Regions from separate parts of the Pan troglodytes genome. Here region 2 is linked to region 1. Evidence: chromatin contacts called from public capture Hi-C data. All regions are on one chromosome and are shown on one strand. Each heading gives the region's core, a stretch centred on a gene start, on an enhancer-like site or on the middle of the called end of the contact. The rest is flanking DNA. Distances are from core to core; before and after follow the strand shown.

Region 1 (6,126 bases), core at 928-3,427:
TCGGAAAGAAACATCAAAAAAGTAATAATGATCTTCTCTCTGAGTGGTGGGATTAAAAGTGATTTTTTTTCCTTTTGTTTATATATGTTCTTTATAGTATACATGTACTAATTGTATAGCAGGGGAAAATCAAAGTTTTCTTTAAAAGGAAGGAGCGTATTTGCCTAATAGGGGTCTCCCAAAGCTGGCAGCAACACCCTGATGCTTGTTTTACTAGAAAGGAAACTTGAAGTCACTTGGGTCTACCAGCCCAGTTAACTCTTTAAAGAAAATAGGGTTCTGTTTTGGTGTGGTTCTTTGTTTTTGTTTGGTTGATTGTTTCATATGAACCCAAACTTAACAAGTTGTGTTTTTACTTTAACACTTTTATTACTTTTATACAAACTTTTTTCTTTGTCACTTCAGTTTTTAACGCTGTTAGTAAGTAGGGCCTCTGGTAGGGCCTCTGACAATCAGCCGCATCTTTTCTCTCTCTCTCTTTCTCTCTCTCTCTCTCTGCATATACATATATGTATTCTCACTGTATCTGTAGTTTTCTGAGTGTGTTACATAGGTGTTTCTAATCTTCTAATCTCTGATGGTTTTGCCTGTTTTAGGTTGTGATAATGCCATTATCATCTGGAATGTGGGAACAGGGGAAGCCCTTATAAACTTGGACGATATGCATTCAGACATGATTTACAATGTGAGCTGGAACCGGAATGGCAGTCTGATCTGCACAGCTTCCAAAGACAAGAAAGTGAGAGTCATTGATCCCAGGAAACAAGAGATTGTTGCTGTGAGTATTCCTAGGATGAAAACTCAGTAGTTGGAGCACTTGAGTGAGTGTGAGCTTTCTGCTTTTTAAGGCAGGCAGCAGTACTGGTCAGTGGGACCTTGTTGTGTGTAGACACCAACTGTGAATAAGAGAAGGCTTATAAAGGCTTCTGTCTCCCCAGTTGTGCTTCTCTCCAGAGTTGTAAATTTTCCAGCTTTTACTCAAGTCTCTCACTTTGTAGCCTTTTTTCACAAAGAAATAGTTTGTATCAGTTCACTAGAGTCCTTAAGAGTTTATAAGTCTTGATCAATTAAACCAATTGGCTGCATTCCTGATTTTGCAGCTTAGTATTGAATATTGATGAATCAATTCCTCACCCTTTTCCAAACACAGCTGTTAAAGATGCAACAGGTGGCCGGGCATGGTGGCTCACACTTGTAATCCCAGCGCTTTGGGAGGCCGAGGTGGGTGGATCATTTGAGGTCAGGAGTTTGAGACCAGCCTGGCCAACATGGTGAAACTCTGTCTCTACTAAAAATACAAAAATAAATAAATAAATAAATGCGCGGGGCGAAAAGCAACAGGTTCTCTCATCAGCTCAGTGTCTTAGTTTCTGCCACCCAAACTGGACCTCAACAAAATCACATACCTTGACAAAAGATGGACATTTGGGTCTTCAGTCAGTGTTGAAACTACACATAGTAAGTCTGAGAAGTCCTCATTTGCCACACTCTGAGGCCCTTCCTGAGATGTGGTTGTTCTTTGGCTGCATCTCTTTTCAAGAGTTGGGCAATGATAGTAGCTGGTGCTTACTGAGCCCTGGGGACTTGCCCAACCCTGTGTTAAGTGTTTTCTCCACCCGACATCTTCTAAGGGTTGTCCTAGTGCATTCATTAAACTACTGAGGTCAAGGAAAGCGTTAACTAGACAAGGCTTCTTTCTGCCCTATGATATTGGTAGAAATGGTAGGGCATGCCTAATCTCCTTATGTTATTATCCTCTTGAGAAACAAACATTTGTCAGAGTCCTTTCATGTGTTTTATTTTCGCAGTGCATAGACTTGGGTTGGCAGCAGGATATGGTGGAGAGAGCGAGTCTTCTGAGTTAAATCCTGGCATTCTTGCTGCCTCACAGAGGGACCTTGACCAGATCACATAGTATCTCTTTGTTTCCTCATCTGGGGAAGGGGGATGGTTAACACTGACCTCCCTCCCACACCCAGGTGAACATGAATGGCAGTTGGTGAGGTTGGATCTGTGCCTGAGTTTCTCCACTCACCTTGTCTTCTTGCAGTTTAATGTGTGGCATGTGCCTTTTTGCTCTCCAGGAGAAGGAGAAAGCACATGAAGGAGCAAGACCCATGAGAGCCATCTTCCTGGCCGATGGCAATGTCTTCACCACTGGGTTCAGCCGCATGAGCGAGCGGCAGCTGGCTCTCTGGAATCCGGTACGCCCTCCCCAGCCTTTCCACTTGCTTTCACTTGAGCTTTCTCTCTGTTCTGAGCAGGTCTTCCAGTGAGTAAGTAGATTATGGGATTCTTAGTGTAGTTTTCTAAACGCCTGATTGTCTTAGATTGGATGTGAAGTTCTTATCCTCGTTGGAGACTTACTGGTAAATGTATTTCAAAGACATACTTTTGATACTCCTGAAGAGGCTGTTGACTATATATATATATTTTTTATTTTTTAAATTTTTTTAAATTTTTATTTTTTTTATTGGTCATTCTTGGGTGTTTCTCGCAGAGGGGGATTTGGCAGGGTCATAGGACAATAGTGGAGGGAAGGTCAGCAGTTAAACAAGTGAACAAAGGTCTCTGGTTTTCCTAGGCAGAGGACCCTGCGGCCTTCCGCAGTGTTTGTGTCCCTGGGTACTTGAGATTAGGGAGTGGTGATGACTCTTAACGAGCATGCTGCCTTCAAGCATCTGTTCAACAAAGCACATCTTGCACCGCCCTTAATCCATTTAACCCTGAGTGGACACAGCACATGTTTCAGAGAGCACAGGGTTGGGGGTAAGGTCATAGATCAACAGCATCCCAAGGCAGAAGAATTTTTCTTAGTACACAGCAAAATGAAGTCTCCCATGTCTACTTCCTTCTACACAGACACAGCAACAATCTGATTTCTCTATCCTTTCCCCACCTTTTCCCCTTTTCTATTCCACAAAACCGCCATCGTCATCATGGCCCGTTCTCAATGAGCTGTTGGGTACACCTCCCAGACGGGATGGTGGCCGGGCAGAGGGGCTCCTCACTTCCCAGAAGGGGTGGCAGGGCAGAGGCGCCCCCCCACCTCCCGGATGGGGTGGCGGCCGGGTGGAGGCTGACCCCCCACCTCCCTCCCGGACGGGGTGGCTGGCCGGGCGGGGGCTGCCCCCTACCTCCCTCCCGGACGGGGTGGCTGCCGGGCAGAGACGCTCCTCACTTCGCAGACGGGGTGGCTGCCGGGCGGAGGGGCTCCTCACTTCTCAGACGGGGCGGCTGTCGGGTGGAGGGGCTCCTCACTTCTCAGACGGGGCGGCTGCCGGGCGGAGGGGCTCCTCACTTCTCAGATGGGGCGGCTGCCGGGCAGAGGGGCTCCTCACTTCTCAGACGGGTCGGCCAGGCAGAGACGCTCCTCACCTCCCAGACGGGGTCCTGGCCGGGCAGAGGCGCTCCTCACATCCCAGACGGGGCGGTGGAGCAGAGGCGCTCCCCACATCTCAGACGATGGGCGGCCGGGCAGAGACGCTCCTCACTTCCTAGACGGGATGGCGGCCGGGAAGAGGCGCTCCTCACTTCCCAGACTGAGCAGCCGGGCAGAGGGGCTCCTCACATCCCAGACAATGGGCGGCCAGGCAGAGATGCCCCTCACCTCCCAGACAGGGTGGTGGCCGGGCAGAGGCTGCAATCTGGGCACTTTGGGAGGCCAAGGCAGGCGGCTGGGTGGTGGAGGTTGTAGCTAGCTGAGATCACGCCACTGCACTCCAGCCTGGGCAACATTGAGCACTGAGTGAACGAGACTCCGTTTGCAATCCCGGCACCTCGGGAGGCCGAGGCTGGCGGATCACTCGTGGTCGGGAGCTGGAGACCAGCCCGGCCAACACAGCGAAACCCCGTCTCCACCAAAAAAATACGAAAACCAGTCAGTCGTGGTGGTGCGCGCTTGCAATCGCAGGCACTCAGCAGGCTGAGGCAGGAGAATCAGGCAGGGAGGCTGCAGTGAGCCGAGATGGCAGCAGTACAGTCCAGCTTCGGCTGGGCATCAGAGGGAGAGCGTGGAAAGAGAGGGAGAGGGAGACCGTGGGGAGAGGGAGACCGTGGGGAGAGGGGGAGGGGGAAGGGGAGAGGGAGGGGACTATATTTTTTAAAAAGAATGAAGAATCTAGTGTTTTGGATTTGGGAAATAAGTTCATATTTCATAAATAATATGATCAGTTGTCTAAATCAAAATAGTCATGCTTGGGAAAATGTTCATAATTAGCTTAAGTGGGGAAAAATACAACATACATTCTATCTCAATCTCTGTGTGTACATGTGTCGGAAGGAAATAGATCAAAATGATAATAGCTTCTGCCACCCACTGGGCTGTAGGATTTTGGAATATGGAATGATTTTTATGTTCTTTTTTATATCTTTCAACTTTTTAAAAGCACACATATTTTATAATTAAAGAAGTACTTTTAAAAAACAAAATAGGGTGGGCGCAGTGGCCATTCCTGTAATCCCAGCACTTTGGGAGGCTGAGGTGGCTGGATCACCTGAGGCCGGGAGTTGGAGACCAGCCTGGCCAACATGGTGAAACTCTGTGTCTACTAAAAATACAAAAATTAGCCACGGGTGGTGGCATGTGCCTATCTATAATCCCAGCCCTTGCGAGTCTGAGGCAGGAAAATCGCTTGAACTTGGGAGGCGGAGGTTGCAGTGAGCCGAGATAGCACTACTGCACTCCAGCCTGGGCGACAGAGGGAGACTCGGTCTTTAAAAAAAAAAAAAGAAAGAAAACAGTAACAAAGGAGAAGGGCTTTCTCATCATTGTCATGAAATCACGCTGATGTATGCGCGCATTATGTTGTCAAATCAGTGAAATTTTGTGAGTTGGATCTCATTTAGCGTTCCTGTTGCTGTTTCCATGTATGAGTATTGTATGTGCATAGTTCAAACTTCTGTTATTCTAGGAAAATGGCTCGCTTAATTGGGATAGAAGAATATATAATAAGGTTATAAAAATTTATTTTTAAAAAAATGTATACACACACATATATGTATTATTATTATCTTCCCCCCAGAAAAATATGCAGGAACCAATTGCACTTCATGAGATGGACACTAGCAATGGGGTGTTGCTGCCTTTCTATGACCCTGACACCAGCATCATTTACTTATGTGGAAAGGTAAACAGTAATTTTGATGTTTGGTGTTAAATCCTGTAAGTGGAAACATTTATCCTTCAGAGATTTAGAGGACGGGCAATGTGTTGTATCTGTTTAATTTTTCTAATTTGTGTGTGTATGTTATAAGCCAAGGACAGATAATTTGGTATTTTTAGGTCTTGAGACTGGACTGTGTGCAGCTTGCCAGTTGTGCAGTGATAACACGCCATGTTGCATACTTTTGACTAAAGCAGTGGTTGGGCTGGGGTATTGGGGAAAATGCTCCAATCAGGGCACTCTTGTGAAAAAAAGAAGATACACTGGTGTTTCATCTTCACCTAGCAGTGCTACCTGATTGGTGATTTTAGATTTATCTGTACTTATGTCAGGGATGGGCAACCAGTTGGCCACATCTAATGCTGAAATTTGTTGGATAACCCTAGATGAGCATGTGTATACTTAGTACCACACACCATGGACTTGGAAGGAGAATGGTGCTTTGTGGATGCAAACTTTTGAGGGCCTCAGAGACTCTCCAGAGGGTTCTTGTTCCTGGGGTTCAGTGCTAGGGCTCTGGGCTTGAAGATATGAGGCCTGACTAAAGCTCAGGGGTGATAACAGTTATAGGGAGACTCCAAACTGAACTCCAAAAACCTTCCTCCTGCCTTATGAGCTCAGCATACCTAGACTGTGGGTAGCTTTATTATTTCATTTTTGTAAGTGGGAACCTTATAATTCCCTTTTTTTTCTTGTAGGCTCAATTTCCCTTAGAACTTTTTGTAGTTGAAATAAATGAATTAATAACAGTGGAGCTGTTGAGGTAGTCCCTAGACCTGTTAGATAGCCCTTCACTGGGTGGTAAAGCTGGTGTTTGCTTTTCATAGCTGATTGAGCATGCTGCAGACCTGCTTTACATTTTTATAGGTCATTGTTTTAGAAATGGAGATCTTGTCTGTTTCCTTGAAAGCCATTTTACTGCAGATGTTAACAGGTGTTAAGTGCATTTACCTTGCTGTTG
Region 2 (6,126 bases), core at 2,088-4,587, 140 kb before region 1:
AAGAAGTTAAAATTGACATTTTTAAAGTTCATTTATAATCTTTTTTTTTTTTTAAGAGACTTGGTCTTCCTGTGTTGACCAGGCTGGTCTTGAACTCCTGGCCTCAAGCAATCCTCCCACCAAGGCCTCCCAAAGTGCCGGGATTACAGGCGTGAGCCACTCCATCCAGCCCTGTCTTTTAATTAATGAATACATTTTTAAAAAATCATATTGTGATATCTTTCCAAGAAAGATAGAACTGATTTTAGATTATTTGATGTATTTGACATTTAATTATAAAAGTAAAAGTAGTTTAAACTTGGTAGAAGAGATCTCATGGAAATCAAATTCCTTATTTGAAATAATAAACTTTACCCAGTTGGGTTTACTTCTAAGCTGAATAACCTGCATTCCTGCCACCCACGCATGTATGTTGCGTGTATCTAAATGTATTACTCTGAAAGAGAAAAAACACCCACCTTTTTTGGAAATAGGCACAGTTTCCATTGTAACTTTAATTCTTTTGAGGTGGACGATTGTTTTCTTTAACAAATCACTTTTCCTAATATTTTCTACTCCACAGATTCGTAATGAATTAGAGAAACAGATGAATTGTAACTTGAAGGAATTCAAGGAATTTATAGACAATGAGATGCTACTTATCTTGGGACAGATGGACAAGCCCTCCCTTATCTTCGATCATCTTTATCTCGTAAGAGGCATGGCCCTGGCAGTATCTGGTTTGGGGGACATAAATCAGACCCTGGTTGTTTGGAGTTTGTAGCAAGTCCAGGAGAAAAAGCAGGCAAAAAACTTGAGTTGCCAGAGCCTCCATCCTGGCTGGCAGGAGTTCCCCTCTTTGGCCCCTTCTCTGGCCTGCAGCCTGCTGATCTGCTCTTGAGCCAGCTGTTTGAGACGTGGCTCCCAGCTGAGCTGCGGGGAGTTGTTTGGGAGCTATTTGGCGTAGTCAGCTGGCATGTGTTTCAGACTCTTGCAAACCCTTTGTCTTCTTCAGCCACTAACACATAGGCCCCATCCAGTTACTTCCAAGTGGTTTGTGGGCTAAAAAACCCCAGTTACTAAAGGAAGTGTCCTCACCAAACCCCAGAATTATGCCTAGGCATCCTGAGACATGAGAAACAACAGGGAGGAGAGATCACACAGCTGACACGGAGCTCCCGCTGAGCTTGTCCAGACAGCTTTTCCATGCACGGCTCCAGGGCCGCTGGAAGCCCTCACCCGGGTCCTGTAGCTCTGGGTGGGTTGTACTGATTTCTGTGCACCTCCACGGCTAGCTCAGATTGTTTTAATGCTGTGAATATCCATAGAAGGCAACTGGCAAGTTGTCAAAGTCAGAGAGGCTATAGAGGAAGGCACATTACTAAAATTAGAGAGGCCTAGTGGTGTAATGAAAATCAGGGCCCACCAGGGCCCGGATTCCCACTCCTCAGCCTCAGCAGCTATGTGACTTGGAAGAAGTCACTTTCCCTCATTTTTTCTTCATCCTATACCCCAAGGGATGACTATGAGGATTAAATAAAATACAAACTGGGCACAGTGGCTTATGCCTGTAGTGCCAGCTACTCAGGAGGCTGAGGGGGAGGATAGCTTTAGCCTAGGAGTTGGAAGCCAGCCTGGGCAACATAGTGAGACCTTGTCTCTAAAAAATATTTTTTTTAATAAAATAAAATTAAAAATACATATTTAAAGCACCGAGTACAGTTTTTGCAGGTGCTAACTAATGGTAACCATTGTTAGAGGAGGAAGTGCTTCCTGGGAAAGCTAAGGAAGTAAATTTACTACTAGAGACAAGAAAGACTTTGTTTTCTGTAGGAAGTAATTAAGAGTTATGTGTATGTCATGATATCTATGTAGATATGTATATTTTTAATATATTTCTGTATACAAATCTATATAGATTTCATAGTGATTGATTAAAATGTATCTACATGTGTGGATTTGAAAGTGTGGGCAGTCCTGGGCACTGATCTCCCTGGAAGTCTGTTGATTTCCCTGGTGAGAAGGGAACAGAAGGCACCTTCCTTCTTTCTCCACTAGGTGGCAGTCACAGCAAGAGGACACTCGCAGCTTCAGCGGCACTCGCGTTATTCTTTTAGTGTGGTTCAGTGCTTTATGTCACTTTTTCCATGAGAGATACTAAAGGAATTTTTATGTTTGGGCCTCTCCCTCAAATATGAAAATTCAGCTAGTGTCGCACATTGCCAGCTTGCTCAGGGCCCTGCCACCCCTGGTCCTGAGGGGTCTGCCCTCTTGGGAACTTGGGAAAGGAAGTTTCAAGGAAGACCAAAGGTGGATTCTTTTGCTCTTTATGGCACTATGTTGTTTGCATTTCCTAAGAGGAAAGTGATCATTTTTTCTTTTCTTTTTTTTTTCCCCCGTTCCATGTCCTTTGAATGCTTGGGAGCGGAAGGTTTTTCAATGATACCATTTTTTAAAAGTACTAAATTAAAACATGTTGCAGAAAGTCTGAAAATAGAAATAAATCTAAAGAAGAAAAAAGCATTCCCGATCTCGCAAATCCAGAGGTAGTCCCTGTTAACATTTTGGCATATTTATTTTCCCATCTTCTGTTTTTTTGGGTTTTTAAAATGCATATATAGCTTCTTTGAAAAGGAACAAAGAAGGAAAGGATCATACTGTTTATGTTTATATAGTCCTGTATCCTCCTCTCTTTTAAAATTTTTTTTCCTTACATGGTATTTGCCTGTGTCATTAAATATTCTGCAAAATTTATTTGTTTTAAAGACTCCATCATGAAGATCCAGCCTCATTTATTTTACTCATTTTTTCCCTTTGGACGTTTGGGTGGTTTCCACTGGTTTATTACAAATAATTATAAATATCCTCCTACCTAAATCACTGTGTGAGTTCTGATTATTTCCTCAGGATAGCTTTTTGTAAGTGGAATTACTGGGTCAGAGGGTGGGAACTTTTTCAGTATTGCCAAAATACTTCCCAGAAGGTAGAACGATTCCTGCTTTAATTAGTGGCTTGTGAACGTGCCCTTCCCTGGGTGGGAGGTCGCATTGCCTCTGCTTACAGGACCCCACTGGACTCTTAGGAAAGGAAGTGGGGAGACGGAGAGCAGGTTTTCCTGGACTTGCTGTTTCCCTAAGGCCAAGGGGCCAGTGAGGGCCGGGACCCTTCCCTCCCTCCCTTCCTCTCATGCTCTGAGTACTCACTCAGGAATCTCCTTGAATATCAGCCGCTGGTTCTCTCTGTTCTCTGAGGCCAATGGGGCCATGAAATAAGACCTCACCGCCAGAGCTAGGGCAAACCATGCATCCCCTGAGCAGCTCTGAGGCTGACATGTGACACTCACAGGAGCTTGTGTGATCTGTCTCCCAGGGCTCTGAATGGAATGCATCCAATCTGGAGGAACTGCAGGGCTCAGGGTGAGTCTCCTCCCCTTGTCTTTCCCTGTCCTTCCAGGCAGCTTAGAAACCCTCCACTCTGCCATGGAGGGGGAGACCTTGGGGCTGCCTGCCTGTAATTGCCTGCACCCTGGTCTCTGAAGTGGCTGCCAGGGGTTGATGTGCATAGCTAAACAGATGTGCTTCCAAACACCACGCCCTGAATAATTCATGGAGTTTAGATTGTGCCGAAGTCTCGCGTGATCGTGTGGATTGAGGAAAACTTAAAATTACACTCTAATTGCTGTAGGACCGCCTGGATATTGATTAGGCTCTGTGCTGCCTCACCCCCACCCCGCTTCCCTGCCCCGCACAGTTGCTGCAAACCCTAGTGTGGACGCAGAGGTCTGCTGGCTGTTGCGTTAGTCAGCAACCCTGATCCCTGGGCCACTTTGGGCTCTATCTGAGCTAATGCTTTGGGGCCTGGTGGGAATCTTGCAACTTTACGCTCAGTGTTGGCCAGAAGCATATGCCTGTCGTAGTCTGACAAACACTCAGCAGGGATGAAAAGTGTTTCAATCTAGACCTTCAAGAACAGATGTCTGGACTTTTTTTTTTTTTTTTTTTTTTAAACAACACAGCCACAAAATCACCGTTCTGTGGGCGTGACATGATGACATTCTAGAATTACCACGTTTAAAAATCAAGACTAAACAAATCTTAAAATACATCTTTAGAACTACCGGTTAAGATGCATTCTTTCAACAGAAAGTGTTCTTAAAACGTAAGGCCATACTCTTCTGTGCTTTCCTCTTGCTGGGAATAAATTAATGATTTTCTTAGGTATTTTTTTAAGCATGTCTAAATATTATGAAACCTATTTGAGATGTTTTCTAACTCCTGACATTATTTTCTTCCAGAAGTAAAAGTATTGATTAAGTTTAGAGAACTACAGAACCTGGGTTAGCAGACTCTGTCAAATACTTATTTGTCTATCTTGCCTTTTTCCAAAAAAAGATTTAAGGCAATTCCCAAGGATATAGATAATGGATGGATATAGTCTGCTTTTTAGCTCTTTAAGAGTGAAGACACTGGGATTTTTTTAAGCCTCTGTATATTCATAATAGTCATGAATAGTTATAAATTTAAGTAATACATATATTTAATTTTCCAGAATGCTTTAAACTGAGCTTTCTTTTTATAAGGTCTTTACAATAATTTGGTTTCTTAATATAAATATAACACATTTTCACCATTGAGAGGGCATTTAGAAAATACCAAAAAACATAGCTATTAAGGAAAAACCAAAGTCCCGCCACGAACATATGACCCTTGGTTAATGTGTGTTTCCTTTTCTTTTCTCTGCCAGTTTTTATTACCTTGCTTTTCTTTCTCATTCAGATTCTCCAAATTTGTTTCTTATTTTTTTCTCATTGCAGGGTTGATTACATTTTAAATGTTACCAGAGAAATCGATAATTTTTTTCCTGGCTTATTTGCATATCATAACATCCGAGTCTACGATGAAGAGACCACAGACCTCCTCGCCCACTGGAATGAAGCGTATCATTTTATAAACAAAGCGAAGTAAGTGGACAGAGAGGCGGGGCTGAGGATGAAACCAACCTGCTGAGGCTGGGAGAGTGGGAATGAACGAGACTGCAGATGCAGAAGTCGGCTGGTGGGAGGGGGGATCCTAACGGGACTCCAGACACAGGAGTTGGCTGGTGGGAGCGGACTTGATGTGGGATGGACCTTTGCTTTTAGTCGCAGGACTCCAAGCACCAAAGGAGAAAAGTGGTTGGTCCTCTCCAGGTAGAGTCCCTATTGAGCTTAGTCTCTCCCACCTATCTTTGATTGTGACACTTGACCCCAGTTGTCATCGTCAGCTCTGATTCCAGGCAAGCCCCAGATACCAAGTGGACACTCAGGGGCCCCACCCCTAGGAAGTCACTGAGCCAAAGGAGGGCTAGGGGATGACATGCACGGACACGGGCTTAGAGCTTCTTTGGGACTGTCTCCCTAAGAATACGGCCCTTCTTCCCTCCCTGAGTTACTGTCGCATGAAACAGGACAGCACATTGGAGGTCATGGCCAGCCCCACTGCCCCTGAGCCCGTCAGCGGTTTCACCTGTCTCTGGTGCTCATTTTATTCCCCTGCGAAACAGCTCTGCCTTATTAAGTCAAGAACAGAAAGAACCCTTTGAGATGCTGTCAAGACAATCACCCTCTTCTGCTTTATCTCCCTCTGGGTCAAAGCCACATGATGTGTCCTTAACCAAATCTTAGTTCCCTTATATTCCCAGGAGACAAACTCAAGACTCCCTTGACGGAAACTTCAGACCAGCAGTTAGGGGGAAAAAACCCCACTGAAATTTGCAGGAGAATTTCAAGGTTGGGGTATAGGAAACCAGAGCCGGCTCCCACCTGGTGGGTCTGCCTTCTGTACAAATAAAGTTTCGCAGGTGCTGCCCTTACTGGCTTGGCGCTCCTTCACATTCTTGAGCAAGTGATACTTAAAGAAACACTGTCTCCCGGGCCATATCTGGTAAATCAGCCAGGCCTGGGCCAGCACTGCCTCCTTACAAATAAACGTCCAGCCCCATCTTCCACTCCTGGCTTTTCTTTGCGGCCGCCCTTACTCCTGCTCCCTGGCCCTCCTGTCTGAAGAGCATCTCGCTCTCCCCAGGGCCTTGCAGCTTTCAGTTTGCTGACCCCATTTTTCTGCAGTAACTCATTCACTGTCTCCATCTGCTGTAGCAGCTGAGTAGCTC

The links. Capture Hi-C pulls out chosen DNA fragments and counts their contacts.
Region 2: a contact with region 1 is called in a capture Hi-C map of stem cell-derived neural stem cells, with 3 times the contacts expected there. The contact joins two enhancer-like sites. A contact is called at or near these places in 4 of 7 Hi-C or Micro-C datasets (induced pluripotent stem cells, a lymphoblastoid cell line and stem cell-derived neural progenitor cells) and 1 of 1 other capture datasets (stem cell-derived neural stem cells).

Annotation. Positions count from the first base shown.
Region 1 is chr10:115,465,647-115,471,772 of NHGRI_mPanTro3-v2.0_pri, reverse strand. It overlaps CORO1C (coronin 1C), which reads left to right. Exons shown (of 11, transcript XM_001147913.8): 5 at 597-778; 6 at 2,085-2,204; 7 at 5,025-5,129. Among named protein-coding and RNA genes, the nearest start is that of SELPLG, 22 kb to the right of the region's middle. Within about 2 kb of position 2,177, at least 2 of the 24 cell types and tissues checked have an H3K27ac peak or open chromatin away from gene starts, as enhancers often do. A contact at or near this core is called in stem cell-derived neural stem cells, where this site is marked.
Region 2 is chr10:115,608,627-115,614,752 of NHGRI_mPanTro3-v2.0_pri, reverse strand. SSH1 (slingshot protein phosphatase 1) reads left to right here. Exons shown (of 15, transcript XM_016924125.4): 10 at 563-691; 11 at 3,349-3,395; 12 at 4,793-4,939. Among named protein-coding and RNA genes, the nearest start is that of MIR619, 34 kb to the left of the region's middle. Within about 2 kb of position 3,337, at least 12 of the 24 cell types and tissues checked have an H3K27ac peak or open chromatin away from gene starts, as enhancers often do. A contact at or near this core is called in stem cell-derived neural stem cells, where this site is marked.